2 separate regions of the Mus musculus genome follow, and region 2 is linked to region 1. Evidence: chromatin contacts called from public ChIA-PET data. All regions are on one chromosome and are shown on one strand. Each heading gives the region's core, a stretch centred on a gene start, on an enhancer-like site or on the middle of the called end of the contact. The rest is flanking DNA. Distances are from core to core; before and after follow the strand shown.

The links. ChIA-PET counts read pairs in DNA pulled down with a chosen protein or histone mark.
Region 2: a Ronin ChIA-PET map of embryonic stem cells shows a contact between it and region 1, with 7 read pairs. The contact joins the promoter of Zfp772 here to the promoter of Zfp773 in region 1. A contact is called at or near these places in 1 of 39 promoter capture datasets (macrophages), 1 of 484 Hi-C or Micro-C datasets (nephron progenitors), 4 of 115 datasets of contacts at active chromatin or transcription factors (bone marrow-derived macrophages, effector CD8 T cells and embryonic stem cells) and 3 of 9 other capture datasets (adipose tissue, liver and pancreatic islet).

What each region holds. Positions count from the first base shown.
Region 1 is chr7:7,135,354-7,138,053 of GRCm38.p6, forward strand. Zfp773 (zinc finger protein 773) reads right to left here and starts at 1,402. Exons shown (of 4, transcript NM_029584.1): 1 at 1,080-1,402; 2 at 1-65. The coding sequence starts at 1,295.
Region 2 is chr7:7,208,732-7,211,525 of GRCm38.p6, forward strand. It overlaps Zfp772 (zinc finger protein 772), which reads right to left and starts at 1,267. Exons shown (of 5, transcript NM_145577.2): 1 at 987-1,267. The coding sequence starts at 1,064.

The DNA of each region.
Region 1 (2,700 bases), core at 152-2,651:
TCATCAAGTAGTCTCCATTCCCCCCTCAAGAAGTAGATAGCCACATCACTAAAGGCCATACCACCCTGCCACAACAGAGAATGCTGAGTTAACAAGAAGTTTCCTTCCCTTGGACTTTGACATCCCAGAGACAGACAATCCCATTTAGATTCCTTCTTCAGAGAGCAGCAGACTCTTCATTCACTGACACCCAGTCTCTGCTCAGGGTTGCAATGGCCACTGTTTTCAGCACCAGCCACAAACAGGTAGACAGACAAATGGAATTTACCAGTCTTGACGTTTGCTATGGAAAGTCCCACCTATTTCTATAGGCTTCTTCACATCATGCCAGCCAGATATGTCCAGATTTGAGCCACAGTTCTCCACTCTACCTCTGGCACATGATCTTGGACATGAGCACATCTATTCATACTTTCTGTCACTACGCATATCACCCTTCATAACGTCCTTCCATGTTCATGTTAATATTCGTGCCTGCAGCTTCTCATCTCCTCTACCCCTCCCAATGGCTGCCTTCCACTGCACCAGCCAATCTCAAGTACACCTGAGGGCTTCTGGGCATCCCTAATCCATCTCACTTCCAGACATTTTTTAACAGTCGTCACTGGAACTTGAATACTTCTGAATCTTAAGGAAGTGGCTCCCTATAAATGGAACCTGTCCATATAATTCCTGCTCTGGACTCAGAGACCTTATATTCTATAATTATCTTTTATGGAATTCAGATGGAAAGACAGGAGAATAATATCAAGCAAAGAGTCCCAAAGCATTGTAGTACTAGACATTACTTATGTGGGGATCTAGAAATGTGAGTTCCTGCGGCACCGTCCGTCCATTTACCTCTCCATAGTCAGTAGCATAGTAGTAACTTTGCACTTACTGAAACCTGTGAATAAAGGAGGCTATGAACACAAAGGTTCCGGTGGCTCTGAACAGGTAGGTCTTACATTCACAGGGCTTCCCAGGCTCTTTAGTGGGCGAGTGTGAGTACTCTATGCTATCTGGAAACTCCAACTAACATCCCAGCCCGCATTGCACTCTAGGATTGGGGAAAGGGGGTGTGACCACGTGGTACGCACCTGTGCCTGGCCACCCTGCAGAGCTACTGCAGTCTGATTTTGCTGGGCAGTTGGGTCCGTGGACATGGCTATTCTTTCCAGGCCTGCAACCAACCACACGGGGTCCTCGTAGACTTCAAAACGGTCTGCTAGAGGACAAAGCCTCGCTCCTCTCGCGCCTTCCAGTTCTGGACAGAGAGCTGTAAAACCAGTTTTCCTCTGACCTGACACAAGCATCCAGAAAGATAATCACCTGCACGCAACCATTAAGTCCCAATGCTCTCCTACCCCTTTCTTTACCCCCTTCCTTTCCTTATTTCGCCCTTCTCCTTTCTGTTATAGCCCACGGAAGCGCCAGTTTCCATTGGTTAAGCTCTTCTGCGCTGTCACTTCTGGGTAATGTAGTTCAGACAGCGTGCACCCTGGAGACCTGGACACTGCTGCAGATGTGTAAGCAGGGGAAGCGATATGTAAGGATTTAGACACTGCCTTGCCTACAGATGCACCAGTGTTTCAACTCCCTGATCATCAAGGATAAAGTAAAGTGGATTCCTGGGTCTGACTCCGGTATGCATTAGCAAAGTTCCTTTGGCAGAAGAAAGCTCAGCTAAAAAGCCAATGGTGACCATATCCTATCTGATGTGTAAAGATGTTAAAACAGTCCGAATTTTGAAAACAGGTCTGCTCAATTCCAAGATGCACTACCCATTCACCTCCACCTGTATTCTTGTTTTTTTCTCATGGGCCTAGTAGGAGTCCTTCCTGCAACGTTCGTCATTTTCTACCCAGTCTCCTTCTGTTAGGCCACAGTGTGCCATGAGGAAGCGTTGGTGATCAGCTGTGACTGGCACAGTAAAGCGTTGGGACAATGAGTGGGAAGCCTCCTGCTTCTTAACTCAAGCACAGGAGATAAATCATTGTTGTTGGTTTTTAAAAAACAAAATAGCAATTGCCCGATTTTACTTTTGAAGATACAGGAGCCAGATGCTCAGGTAAAAGCCTGGTAGCTCAGGGAGGCAGAGGAAGCACCCAGTTGACCATGATCCTCAGCCATCATCCCAGACAGAATCTCCTCTCTTACACCATCTCCAAAGCATAGCTCAGTGGTTAGCAACGTTGGATGTTTTTCTAGAAGAATATGCGCCGGGCATGGTGGCACATGCCTTTAATCCCAGCACTTGGGAGGCAGAGGCAGGAGGATTTCTAAGTTCAAGGCCAGCCTGGTCTACAAAGTGAGTTCCAGGACAGCCAGGGCTATCTCAAAAAACAAACAACAACAACAACAAAAAAAGTGAATTATTTCTTGGGCTGGTGAGATGGCTCAGCGGTTAAGAGCGCCGACTGCTCTTCCAAAGGTCCTGAGTTCAAATCCCAGCAACCACATGGAGGCTCACAACCATCCACAACGAAATCTGATGCCCTGTTCTGGAGTGTCTGAAGACAGCTACAGTGTACTTACATATAATAAATAAATAAATAAATAAATAAATAAATAAATATTTTTAAAAAAGGAATATGCTACTGTTTCCAGGACACACAGAACAGCATACATCCTATTGTATTGCTATCCCAGGGTATTTGACAACTTCTTCTGAATTCCAAAGTTAATATATGCACATATGAATATATGTGTGTGTGTGTG
Region 2 (2,794 bases), core at 17-2,516, 73 kb after region 1:
GGTAGGAGTGGTTGGCTCCGATTAGGGCTCTTCCACCATGAACCAGAGTTCAGTTGGCAGCCCTTACCCAAAGGAGACCCTAACCCACAAGAAGGCAAATCTCTGTGAATTTGAGGCTAGTGTGGTGTAAACAGTGAGTTTGAGCCTAGATCAAAAGTAAATGAATAAAGTAAAAATATAACAAAGGGTTCTTTAATCTCATCACTTGTGAGTTAGAGATAGAAGAATCTCTCTGAGTTTGAAGACACCCTGGTACATAGAGAGACAGGACAGCCATGACTACATAGAGAGGCCCAGTCTGAGGGAGAAGGAGGGGAGAGGGAGAGGGGGAGGGGGAGGGAGAGGGAGAGAGGCAAAGGAATAGGGAGAGGGGTTAAGGAAGACGGAAGAGGAGAGAGTGGAAAGGGTAGAGGGAGGGAGGGAGAGCAGGAGCCCACCAGGCCTCCTGGGGGCGGTGGAGGAGGAAAGGAGGTGGGGGAGAGGGGCATACAGAGAGAATAAAATAACTCCATCAAAGATCTGAACACCACCATCACCCACCCTACAACTCCCCCACCCCTGCTACAGCTTGCATTCCAACTCAAACATGAGTGCACAGGATTTACCCAAGGATTCACAGGTCTCTGCCTACACCCATATTACCCCCACCCCATGCTCAGAAAACTGACTAGATGGAATCTCTCACCTGTTCAAATCTTCTTGGCCACCAGAATCTAATCTAATTCCCTCATCTAATGCCAGTAGAGCTCAGGCCCTCCCACAAGCCTTGAGAGGTACAGTCCACCACACTGAGTCAGATGGGATGGCTCAAGCGATCTAGCACACAGATGACAAAAACAAAACAAAACAAAACAAAACAACCCAACTACCATAATTTCGTCCACCGGTGCCCTACAGTCGGGGACATGGGAGTCTACCCTGTTGGCTCCTGACCCAGATCTCAGCGCTCTAGAACTCAGGTAGGTGGGCGATCACTAGGCACTCACCTGGGGCAGGGCTCCACCCGCAGCCTCCACAATCACCATTGGGCTCCACTGGCCAGCCGGGCCCTGGGATGTGGCCATCCCTCCTCCAAGCTTGGATTAGATCACACGGGCTGTCGAAAACCTCAGCTCCGTCTCCGTGACGGAGGAAAAACGCCTCAACTCTACAGTTTTCCTGCCATGACCAATACTGATAAAACCAGTTTTCTGTGAAGCAGACTGACAGATCCAGAAAGTTTCAAAGAACCTCCTGCACGCAAAGCCGAAAGTCCCGCCCAGCGTCCTTTTGTCGTCACTAACGCGCCTATTTTCATTGGCTTTTCTCGGTGCAATGTCTTCTGGACAATGTAGTTCAGACGTGATCAAGCGCCAGGAAGTGGACACACCTCCCCAGATGGAGCCTTACACTCAATCTGTTAGGGAGAGTGTTGTGATTATAGATGTGTCAATATTTCCTTGAGCTCCAAAAGCCGGGCTTGCTGAAACACTCCTGAATTCCAGAACTGCTGGCAGAGGCAAGTTGATGTTTGGGATTAGAAACTAGCCTGTCACAGTGAGTTCCAGACCAGACAGAAAACCTTACAGAGTGAACATGACCCTAAGCTGGGCCATGTGAGGAGAGGAGATCTGAAAAGAGAAAGAGGGGCCTCCAACCAAGAGGGACCACCTGAGCCAAGAGACTAGCACAGCTAAAAGTGGCTGAGTTATAGAGTGGTCAGAGGAGCTGGAAGGAGGAAAGCCCAGGGGATCACCTGGACTGGGGAGTTTGGGCTGTGTGGTGGCTGGGGGTTGGGGGGAGGCATGCCAGCCAGGAACAGAGGGATGCTGAGAGGCCACTGTCCAGTTTGATATGTTAATGGACACTTTAGTTCAACATTTTTGCCTTGGATTTAAGACCCAACAGGTTATAGGTCTTTGTGTGAATGATACCTGACAGGTCTTCTTGCAAAGAAAACTTAGGAAATTACCATAGAGGAAGAAAGAAAGGACATATTTGGAATCGAGTATCCTTTCACCACTGATCTCAAGAATTCAAACTCTTCTCAGTTATACACATCAGACAGGAGGTCATCACGAATAACTTTTCTATTATGCATTCCCATGCTAAGAGAAATTTGGGGATGCATTACGGGATTCAGCCCAGAAAATGACTTTGGTGTGGCACTGAGGATGCACTTCACTTCAAAGGAAAGACTCGAGTAGCAGCTTCCCGGGGAAAGGGAACACTGGAGCATATGTACTGTGATCTAGTCTGCTGGGAGTCCTGTTAACTCCTTAACACTGCTTCTCCACTGTCCATCTCTGCAACTGCCCTGGTATCCATGGCTAACTGTCTGAACTATGTTGACCAGAACCCACTGTGTGCAGAAAGGCAGGAAGAGTGGTGGGAGTTGTTAGTGCATACATATAATCCTAGTGGATATCTGAGTTTGTGGCTAGCTTAGTCTACCATCTAGTGCAGCCAAGGCTACACAGAGAAAGCCTGACTCAGAGGAAAGGAAGAAAGGAGAGAGGGAGAGGGAGAGGGAGAGGGAGAGGGAGAGGGAGAGGGAGAGGGAGAGGGAGAGGGAGAGGGAGAGGGAGAGGGAGAGGGAGAAAAGGTTTTCCCCTGGAGCTGAGACAGGTCTGAAGTCTGCACCACCACAGTATAACTGGTCTAAGCCTTGGGTACAAACGCCCCTATCCATGTGCCTCTCTGCACATCCCTGTCTGCTGGCCTGTTGATGCTGGATGGGTGGCAGAGAATCCTTAGCTTACCTGATTGTTGCAGCACCCTGGTGTGTGGGTCCTAAGCCCAGGCAGAGGGCTGA